2 separate regions of the Pan troglodytes genome follow, and region 1 is linked to region 2. The links are chromatin contacts, called in public Hi-C maps. All regions are on one chromosome and are shown on one strand. The core of a region is the stretch at or near the end of the contact, and the rest is flanking DNA. Distances in the headings are between cores, read along the strand shown. Region 1 overlaps LOC134809051 (a long non-coding RNA gene). Region 2 holds the start of ARHGAP35 (Rho GTPase activating protein 35).

Evidence for each region. A called contact is a pair of places that touch in the nucleus more often than the background predicts.
Region 1: a Hi-C map of stem cell-derived neural progenitor cells shows a contact between it and region 2, with 3 times the contacts expected there. The contact joins the enhancer-like site here to the promoter of ARHGAP35 in region 2. A contact is called at or near these places in 1 of 7 Hi-C or Micro-C datasets (stem cell-derived neural progenitor cells) and 1 of 1 datasets of contacts at active chromatin or transcription factors (stem cell-derived excitatory neurons).

Annotation. Positions count from the first base shown.
Region 1 is chr20:50,164,369-50,169,677 of NHGRI_mPanTro3-v2.0_pri, reverse strand. LOC134809051 (a long non-coding RNA gene) reads left to right here. Exons shown (of 2, transcript XR_010153590.1): 2 at 2,020-3,588. Among named protein-coding and RNA genes, the nearest start is that of BBC3, 6.2 kb to the right of the region's middle. Within about 2 kb of position 1,712, at least 16 of the 24 cell types and tissues checked have an H3K27ac peak or open chromatin away from gene starts, as enhancers often do. A contact at or near this core is called in stem cell-derived excitatory neurons and stem cell-derived neural progenitor cells, where this site is marked.
Region 2 is chr20:49,789,983-49,795,583 of NHGRI_mPanTro3-v2.0_pri, reverse strand. ARHGAP35 (Rho GTPase activating protein 35) reads right to left here and starts at 3,718. Exons shown (of 7, transcript XM_016936303.4): 1 at 3,529-3,718.

The DNA of each region.
Region 1 (5,309 bases), core at 463-2,962, 380 kb before region 2:
AGGAAGCTGTGTTAGATGTGGGACGGTGGGGGAGGGATGCGCTGTGTGTGTGTGTGTGTGTGTGTGTGTTTGTGTGTGCGCCAGCGCAGGCTGTGCCTCCCCCTCCCAGCCCTTCCCCGGGGGCGGGGCCGTGCGGCAGCCGCTGTTACCGGGTAAACTTCCCCGCCCCCCCCCAGCGCGGCCATTAGTCAACCCCCCCCAGGATGATGTCATCGCCTCATTCTGGAGGCTGAGTAATCCTCAACTCCGCCCCGCCAGGTACCAGGGTAGGGGCGGGCCGCACCTGGGCTCACCAAGTCTGGAGCTGGGGTCTGGAGCTGCAGGCGGCTCTGCCTTGGGTCTCCCGGGGAGGGAGGGGACTGAGGAATTGGGCCTCTCTGAAGTGGCCCAGCCATGCACGTTACGGTCTCTCGAGGCTGGGGGCTCCCAGTCTGGATCCACGGGGCCAAGTAAAGGTGCTGCAGGGCTGGATCTTCCAGACCTGGGGGTCTGGGACTGGGGAGGGCCCCCCAACCTCTCCACTACTCCCTCCTCCCCGGCCACATCACTGTGAGGGGCTGGGTCGCTTGGCCAGGTGTCTGGGGAATCAGAGACACGGGGCTTGGACTTCTGGGGTCCTTGGCACTATGAGGCCTGGGACCCTGGCGCAAGGTGGGGGGTCGGTGCCAACAGGTAAGGAAAGCGGCTCTGAAGTCAGATGCCCACGTCCTGGGAGATCAACCACCTGGACCCTGGGGAAAAGGGCTCAGAGGGGTGGGAAGTGGGCAGGTCTGCACCTTGGAGCTGGGCAGGTGGTCCCACCTAGGTAAACTGGACACCTGAGGGTCTGGTGACTGTTAGGGACAGGAGTGTCTCCCAGCATCAATGTGGTGAGGGCCAAGATGCCCAGGAGCTCTGTAACATCTCAGGGTCGGGAGCCCAAAGGCCTGAGTCCGTGTTTCTTGTGGGAGTGGGATGTTCAGCCCTAGTTTTCCTGGGATCAGACATGACTGTGTCCCCTTCTGGGGGGACCCTGAGTTCTTGTGTCCCGGGGCTGGGACATCTGCATCTCCTAAGAGGAGGGGGCTCATCTCCTTGTTTTCACGGCTCCAGGCATGCCTGGGTCCTTTGGGGGTGCAGTGACACCCTATTTTTATAAGGCCAGGACGCCTGGGTTCTTTTCTGGGAGGGAACTTCAACCGTTATGTTCAAGAGCCACGATACCTGCGGGGCGGGGAGCGGGAGAGCGGGAAACAACCAGTCCCTGTCTTCACGGAGTCAGGATGCTCAGGTCTCCTTGTGGGAGGGGGACCCTTGGTGGCACAAGGCCAACTCCAGGGTGCCATTCTGGGGGTAGGAACAGAATGCACAACCCCGTTTCCAGCCCATCCCAACTGCGCATCCTCACCCGAGAGTGCGGGACAGGGGAGCAGGGAGGTGGATGGTGCACAGCCCGGGTATCACCCCAGCCGGTCGCAGGTTTGCAGGCCGCGCGCCCGGCAGCTCCCCGGGGCCCGGTTCCCCGCCCCCCGCGCCGAGGGCTCCCCCAGATCCGGGCGGACGCGGCGGTGGCCAATGAGCGCGCTCGCCGTCTCCGGGAGCTGGGCCGGCTCTGCCCGCCTGGCATTGGGCACGCGGTGGGCAGCGGCGGGCGGGGCCTGGGGGGTCCTCGCGCCTGGTTGGGCCAGGCTTGTTGCTGGGTAACGGGGCGGCGAGTTTCCCCTGGCAACGGCGGCGGGTACCGCTCACTGGCTGGCCGGGAAGGAGGGGGGGCGCGGGCGCAGGCAGGCCCCGCAGACCCCAGCAACAGCGCGCGGCCCCCGCCCCGCCGGGAAGCGGTAACCTTCACACGCGCGCCGGCCGCTCGGACCCTGCGGACGCCCGCGCCCCCGCCCAGCCCCCACCCGGCCCCGGTCCAGCCTCCCGGCCTGCAGGGCCGGCCACACCAAGGGGACCCGGGAGACCCCTTCCCCACCGCGGAAAGCCAGGACTCAGGCCCTGCGGTGAAAAGTTAAGTCCTTCCCAACTCCCTCTCCCCAGGCTGCGAAATCTGCTTGCCCAGAATGGCAGACAAGATCTTGGAGACGAGACGGTTTTAGGTCTGCAGTCAACCAGCTCTATTTTGTCTCACCAGCACTTCACATCCGGCTTACTACCTCCGGGCACTATTCTAAGTATGTTACAAATACGAACTCATTTTATCTTCACAATATTTTTGGTCCTGCCTGTGCAGATCCCTTTTGGACAGTGAGGGAAACTGAGGCACAGAGCGGAGAAGCTGCTTGCTCAAGGTCATCATTTGAACCCATGTCGGAGTTATCGTTCCTCTGTGCTGTGAGCCCGTGGGAGAGGCATTAACACTCAAAATACGAAACTGCACAGAGTCAAGAAAACACACTCGTGGACGGCCTGCGGACCACCAGTTTGAGACCCCAGCCTCAACATGATCATCTGTGCAAATAGACACGAACTGTCCTCCTCCCAGAAGTAGACCTGGGCATCCTGACCCCATGAACACAGGGACTTGCTGTCTCTCCCCAAACTGGATTCAGGCATCATGGCTTTTGAACACAGGGCTGATGATCCTTCCCAGAAGAGAATGCAGGCATCTTGGCCCCATAAAAATAGGGGTCCTGGGCCGGGCTCAGTGGCTCACGGCCTGTAATCCCAGAACTTTGGGAGGCCTAGGCCGGTGGATCACCTGGGGTCAGGAGTTCGAGACCAGCCTGGCCAACATGGCGAAACCCTGTCTCTATTAAAAATACAAAAATTAGCCGGGCGTGGTGGTGCACACCTGTAGTCCTAGCTACTCAGGAGGCTGAGGGAGGAGAATCGCTTGAACCTGAGAGGCATAGGTTGCAGTGAGCCAAGATCGCACCACTGCACTCAAGCATGGGTGACAGGGCAAGCAAGACACCATCTCAAAAAAAAAAAAAAAAAGTAAAAAAAAAAAAAAAAAAAATTAGCCAGGCATGGTGGCACATGCCTGTAGTCCCAGCTACTCGGGAGGCTGAGGCAGGAGAATCGCTTGAACCGGGAGGAGGCTGAGGCAGGAGAATTGCTTGAACTGGAAGGAGGCTGAGGCAGGAGAATTGGGAGGCATAGGTCGCAGTAAGCCGAGATCATGCCACTCTGCACTCCAGCCTGGGTGACAGAGTGAGACTGCGTGTCAAAAAAAAAAAAAAAAAAAAAATAGGGGTCCAGGCCGGGTCCAGTGGTTCATGCCTGTAATCCCAGTACTTTGGGAGGCTGAGGTGGGAGGATCACTTGAGCCCAGGAGTTTAAGACCAGCCTGGGCAAAATGGTGAAACCTCATTTTTACTAAAAATACAAAAATTAGCTGGGCGTGGTGGCACAGGCCTGTAGTCCCAGCTACTCAGGAGGCTGAGGCAGGAGGATCACCAGAGCCTGGGAAGCGGAGGTTGCAGTGAGCCAAGATCACACCGCTGCATTCAAGCGTGGGTGACAGAGTGAGACCCTGTTCTCATAAAAGAGACGGAGGGGTCCTTAGCTAGAGGTTTCCTTGCTTGGATTCTCAGAGAGTCAACGGACTCCCACACTGGTAATAGTAATGACAAGTAACATATATTAAACATCCATCATCCCCAGTACTTTTCTTGTTTAATTTTTTTGTTTGTTTATTTATTTATAAAACAGGGTCTTTTTATTTTATTTATTTATTTTTTTGAGACAGAGTCTCGCTCTGTCGCCCAGGCTGGAGTGCAGTGATGGGATCACAGCTGTCTGTGGTCTTGTCCTCCTGGGCTCCAGCCATCCTCCTTCCTCAGCCTCCCAAGTAACTGGGTCCACAGGTGCACACCACCACGCCTGATTATTTTTTAAATTTTTTGTAGAGACAGGGGTCTCACTATGTTGCCTAGGTTGGTCTGGAACTCCTGGGCTCAAGCAGTCCTCCTGCCTCAGTTTCTCAGAATGCTGGGATTACAGGCATGAGCCACTGTGTGCCTAGCCCACTGTTTTATCTTTATTCACATTCTGACTGCACATCCTATGAGGTAGGGACCTGTGCTGTCTCAACTCACAGATGAGGAAACTGAGGCACAGAGCTGTGACCACTTCCCCAACATCACCCACAGGTGGCAGAGGGGATTCTAAGTCAGGCCATCTGGACTCACAGCCCACAGTCTTTCATGAGGGCTGCATGCGGGCTTAGGAAACCAAGGCAGGCGAATGGGTTCAGGCCAGGAGTTCAAAACTTGCCTGGGCAGGCAACACAGTGAGACCTCATCTCTACAGAAAATTTAAAAATTAGCCAGGTGTGGTGGTGTGCACCTGTAGTCCCAGCTACTCGGGAAACTGAGGTGGGAGAATTGCTTGAGCCTAGGAGGTGGAAGCTGCAGTGAGCTGTGATCATCAGCTGTGATCATGCCACTGCACTCCAGCCTGGGCAACAGAGCAAGACCCTGTCAAAAAAAAAAAAAAAAGAGAGGCAGCCCTTGACCCACCCACAAACTTCTTTTTCTTTGCCCACAAGGGTTTTGTGTTGTTGTTGTTTTGGGGGTGGGGGTCGGTTTTTTATTTTTGAGACGGAGTCTGTCGCCCAGGCTGCAGTGCAGTAGGGCGATCTCGGCTCACTACAACCTCCGCCTCCCGGGTTCAATCGATTCTTCTGCCTCAGCCTCCAGAGTAGCTGGGATTACAGGCATGTGCCACCACACCCAGCTAATTTTTGTATTTTTAGTAGAGACGAGGTTTTGCCATGTTGGCCAGGCTGGTGTTTTGTTTTGCTTTTGAGAAAGGGTCTCGCTCTGTCGCCCAAGCTGGAGTGCAATGGTGCGATCACAGCCTACTGCAGCCTCGACCTCACGGGCTCAAGCGTTCCTCCCACCCCAGCCTCCCCAGTTAGGTTTCCGCATGTTGCCCAGGCTGGTCTGGAACTCCTGGGCTCAGGTGATCCACCCATCTCGGCCTTCCATGATACTGGGATTACAGACGTGAGCCACCACGCCCAGCTGTGGGGAGGATTTTGACTAGTGATAACGCTTATGGCCAAATAGACTCTTTGCCTCTCCCCATCTTTTCTACCTCCAGCCACCAAGCCAGATTCCCACTATCCTTCACATTCATTTTCTTCTCAAAAGAACATTATAGGCTGGTGCGGTGGCTCACACCTGTAATCCCAGCATTTTGGGAGGTCAAGGAGGAAGGATTGCTTGAGGTCTGGAATTTGAGACCAGCCTGGGCAACATAGTGAGACCCTGTCTCTACAAACAAACAAACAAATAAAAACATTCAGGGCTGGGCACGGTGGCTCATGACCATAATCCAGGCACTTTGGGAGGCCAAGGAGGGAGGATCACTTGAGCCCA
Region 2 (5,601 bases), core at 2,469-4,968:
TCAATAATGGTGAAAACCCATGCCATACATAGATTATTAAAATTACCAGATTCTGTCAGAAAATTTTAAAAAGTTCAAGGGACCATACAAATCTACTATCAGCCCTCTTCACTGTCTCATATACAAATGCCCTAATATTTGATGAGTGAATGGTCCAACTCTGTAGATGACAGTGAATGTTTTTATTTCAAATGTGTCCACACAGAATTATTTCTAAATAAGTACTAAAATAAACAAAGTTTGATCATAGCACAGTTAAGAAAGTCCTTCCAGTAAATGCTTCTTCACAGTTGGATGGCTACTTTAATATACAATTGCCCTAGGCCACAGCAGGGAAAAAAATCAGGCTTTTGATTTACTTAAGAAATAAAATAAATAAACCTAGAACATGCAAAAGATCCCCTTTCCCAAGTTAAGGAAGGAAAATGGTTGGATAGATTTTCTGTAAAAACCACCTCTACCCCTGAATGAACTAAATACCCCCCCACAACCATAGAGTCATTAAAGAAAATCGCTCAGGAATGGTAGCCAAGACGCATTTCTCAGATAATAAGACTAAAAATCCAATCACATCCGCCAGTTCCTGGCACCCCTTTCTAACTCTACCCAATCAGGTCACTCAAAAAGCTTAAGGAATGTCAGGGCCCACCCACACACCCCTTGTACGGCAATGAGCCCCAGAATCTAGCATGGATCTGCCCAGAGGCACTCAGCTCCTGTGGCAGGGAGTGCCTGCAATACCAGAGGGCAGAAATCTGAGTGACATTTGGCACTCTCTCTTTCAACAAACAACCGCAAAGTGCTTTCCAAACCCAAGCCCTCACCATTTTGAAGACCAGGAAGCTGGAGCCTTTCCCGGGGCAAAGGTGAAAAAGAAATAAGCCCACCTTCCCCATCCCCTCCCACAAGGTCACACTGCAAACCAGAGGCCATTAGGGAAGGCAATACTGTAGTTTCCCTAGGTCCAACTGTGGCCATAACCCCAGGTGGGATCGGAATAATTTGAGAACTGGCATTTCCCCAGCTAGAGGTAAAACTATATATTGAAATAACTTGTCAGCTTGGGGGGAGGGGCGAAAGAGGGGGGAAGGGAAGGACACTCCTAGGGTTGCTGGCTTAGAGGTGGAAGGGGAGAGAGGGTACTCTATGCAATGGCTCAGAGAAGGAAGGAGGGAAAGTGAGAAAGAGAATAAAGATCTGTGAGCAGCTGCAATCCCCTTTTCCAAAGGACACAAAGCTGCAAAGCCCAGAGATCGGAAGGGAGAGAGCAAACAGCAGAGGAAAGAAAATGGGGCAATGGAAAAAGATCTACCTCCCCCCACACTACTAACCTAGTGGAAGTGGGGGAAATGGAGGAGACACTCCCAGACTCCAGAGAGTAGTAACAATCAACCAACCCCCACCTATTTACCCAGATCTCTCAGGATCCCTGGGGAGAGAACCCTCAGGTTTAGGGCGCAGAGAATCTGCAGTCTCAGAGCCTGGAGAGCCTAAGGCCCAATCCAGCCCCTTTGCCTCTGCAGCAGAGGGATGGAGAACAGAGAAAGATATGCCTGAAAGGGGAAGTGCTCAATGGGGAATGGGTGGGCCACGGGTGGTGAGCTGCGAGGAGCAGGTCTGATAGGAACTCAATGGGAAGAGAAGGAGCCTGGCAGGATACAAGGGGAAAGAAAGAAAAAAAAAAGGTGAGGAAGGAAACAAGTCCAAGAGGAACAGAATTGGGAGAGGGATATCAAAGGGGAGTGATAATCTATCACAGCACTGAGGCAGCTCCAAGAGGAAGGTGGGGGGGAATACATAGGAAAGAATGATTAAGAAGACATCTTAATGTCACAATTGGAGTGAGAACTCCAAAAGAAGACAAGAGGCAGAACAGTGGAGGGTGGGCAAATAAAGCAGAGTGAAGGGTGAGGGCTGAATCAAAATGGTGGGGGGAAGAGACTGCCATGTGGAAAACTTAAAAGACTCGGGAGGGAACAGAGAGGGGACACAGTGACAAGAACCCCAGTGTTAAAGGACCGCTCCAAGAAAGGACGGCAATACAGAAGTTAAAAACCGGTCTAAAAATATGCGGGCAAGTGGACAGCTCCGAAGGAGCCGAGCTGGGGAGGGAAACACTAAATAAAGAGGATGGAGCAGAATTGAAAAAAACGAGAAGAAAGTGTAGGTACAAAATGGATCTAGGGGCAGGTCTGTGAGATGCAGAACAGGAAGGGGATGGGTGACCAGCCCGGGAGGTATCAGAGGTATAGTGAGGTTAAAGGGCATGTCTAAGGGCTAAAACGGGGAGGAGAGGAATTGGAGCAAAGAGGGGACAGGAAGCAGTTTTCAGGCAGAGAACTGAAGGAGAGACAGGCCAAAGAAAGGAGAAGCAAATGAATGCAGTAGCTCAGAGGAGTGCCAAAAAGGAGGTGGGGAAGAGAGGAAACCTCCAAGAGAACACGGGCTGAAACTGAAGGCAGTCTGAGTTAGGGATACATCATTTAAGTGAATAGCAGAAATGGGAGACCTGCAGAGTCAGAGAAGGGGGAGGAGGCTGCTTCCCGGGAAGGCAGAGTCAGAAGCAAGCAGGTGAGGGGAGCGCAGCAAGATCTGAGGTCGGGCAAGGGGCAGAGCTGAGAGGCAGAAAGGTCTGGAAGACAGGAAAGGGTCTGAATGGTAAACGGGAACAACAGCTGAGAAGGGGAACAGGCAAGCACGGTGCAGCCAAGTCCGAGGGGATCAGGGGAATGAGCTGGGGCACGGAAGGGTCAGAGAGCCAGCCGAGGGGCATCCCGGGGTGCAGCAGGCTCTGTGAGAGGGCAGACAGAAATGCGGGTAGCAGGGCCCACGAGGGAACGGGATTCAGTCCAAGGGGAAGACCTGGGGCAGCAGTGCCTGGCCGAACAGGGGTCTCAGATGGATCTCCAAAGGGTTGGAACCGCAGGTCCTAAAGGGACAGCTCCCAGGGTGCAACAGATTCTGAGACAGGAATAATAGCACAGAAGGTAGGTCAAAGAAGGGGCCGAGGACAGATCTGAAGGGTGGTGAGAGCAGAATCGAGAAGAGGGAGAAGCGTCACGGATCTCAAAAGTGGGAGCCACAATTAAGAGATGCAGAATGGTCAATGAGGAGAAGATGGGTCCCAGGAGCACTGCAGAGCCCGGGAGGAGTGAAGGGCATTATGGAGGGGTGGAAGGGGGAAGGGGGGCGCAGAATTGGGAACCGGTTGGCTGAAGTCGGGTAGGCTCCGAGGCAGACACCGAGATCCCAACGGGTCGGGGATGGGGGCGGCGGCGGGGACAGCAGGGCTGGGGCGGGCAGGGGCAGGTCCAAAGGGCAGGAGGGCCCCACGGGCCGGGCCGACGCGCGAAGCGACGGGGACGGCGGGGCCCGGGGGGCTGGGGGGGGGGGGCCGCTCCTCCCCTCCCCCTCCAGCTCCTCCATTGTTCGCGGGCTCCGGGCTCCGCCGTCCCCGCCTCCCCCTGGACCCCGCAGCGGGGCGGCGCCCGGCCTCGCCGCCCGGGGCCCGTGAGCTCGCGCACTCACCAGCTGGGCGCCCTCAGCGCGGCCCCGGCCTCCAAGATCCCGGCAGCAACGACGGGGGCCCCGGCGCCATGTTCCCCTGCTCCTAGTCCAGCGGCGGCTGAGGCGGCGGCGGCGGCGGCGGCTCCGGCGGCGGGGGGCCGGGCGGACCCTCCCTCGCGGGTTCCCTCCTCCGCCTCCTCCACCTCCTCCTGCCGCCGCGCCGCGGCTCTCCCTCGGGGCGGGGGGCGGGGAGGGGAAGGGGGGAGGGGCGGGAACCAGGGGGAGGGCGGACCAGCCTCGCTCACTCCCTCCCTCCCTCCCTCCCTCGCAATGGCGGCAGCGGCGGCACCTCCTTCCTGCGACGGCCGCTCCCGCGCGCGCGCCCCCTCGCTACTGCGCGTGCGCGGCGCGTGGACCGTTGCAGGGGTATAACGGCCCCTGGGCGCGCGCCGCGAAGGAACAACCAGCGAGGCAGTGGGGAGAGGTCAGAGCGCGTGCGCACCCGAGGGGCTTACTGCCACAGCCGCTGCCTGAGGTTAGGAACGGCCGCGGACGGTGCAGTGCGCGTGCGCCCCCGAAAATGCCGCTATTGCGGCGGCCGCCGTCGCGACTGAGAGCGAGGCGACTTGCAAACGAGCAGAGGGAGCGGGATGGGCGAGCGCGCGTGCGCGGGGGGCTGCCAGCCGGCGCAGCTGCTGGCGCAGAGCGGAGGGAGTGGTCCGCAGGAGCAGCGCGCGTCTGCGCGCGCGTCTCAAGCAGCCGATCTGCTGCCTCGCGCTGGCTCCTGGAGAAAGCCGAAGGAGAGAGGCATGGCCCGGTTTTGGGGGTGGGGGGCGAAGGGCGCGATCCCGCTCGCGCGGGACCTGACCAGCCAATGGGAAGCAATGGGAGGTGGGTTTGCCGCGCGAGCCGCAGCCGCCGGGATAACGGAGGAGGCCAGAAGGAGCGACGTAACGTGGGGCGGTGGGGCGGGGCTGAGAAGGAGGGAGCGCACCAGAGAGGGAGTTGATTGGAGGATATGAGGAGGCGTGGCCCGCCTCAGCCCAATCCGAGCCCCGCAATTCGTCGTCCCGGAAGAAGAGGCGGGGCTGGAGAGCGCGTGCTCTTTCTCCTGGCTGTGAAGAAAATCTGCAGCCAACGCGCGCGTCCATGCAACTTGTTTTTGGTTCTGTGAACGCCTGATCCCCAGGAGAGGGAAGACGGCCTGGTCCTGTGTGCAGCCCAAGCCTGTCACTTAGCATTGTGCAAATGGCTACAAATCGAATGTCAATTAGGGCGCCTGAAGGGAAAAGAGTAGTGATGGGAGAGGGCACCGCTGTAACCCTTGACTCCTCTGAACTGAGGAGGTGTTCCTCTGGGACTCCTCCGGAAGTACAGATCGTGGAAGATGAACTTCCCGGGCGCCGAGCCAATATTTGTGGAATGCATGAAGAAAGGCTGTTTCCTATTACATTTGGCATTTCTGCCATCAGTCTCTTCATCTATAAAATGGGATAATAATCGTACCTCTCTCGTAGGGCTGCTGTGAAAATTAAATAGATTATATTTTGCAAAGCTCTTGAAATCATGCCTTGCATATAGTAAGCCCTCTGTAAGCGTTGATAAATAAAATTACAGGGGCTTGTTTATTCCATTAATAAAGATTTTTATATTAAAGGATGTTTCCATTGACTTTTTTTTTTTTTTAATGTAGCACTTTTAGGGCCAGGCGCGGTGGCTCATGCCTGTAATCCCAGCACTTTGGGAGGTCGAGGCGGGCGGATCACTTGCGGTCAGGAGTTCGAGACCAGCCTGGCCAACATGAAACCCCGTCTCTACTAAAAATACAAAAATGAGGTGGGCGTCGTGACGGGCGCCTGTAATCCCAGCTACTCAGGAGGCTGAGGCAGGAGAATCGCTTGAACTCGGGAAGCGGAGGTTGCAGTGAGCCGAGATAGCACTGGACTCCAGCCTGGGCAGCAGAGGGAGACTCCGTCTCAAAAAAAAAAAAAAAAGGCACTTTTAATGCATTCAGTCTGATTTTTAGATGTTAGTGGCTTGAAACAACAACAACTTTTCTTTAAGCACTGCGGGGCTGCCAAATCGAGTGCGTGG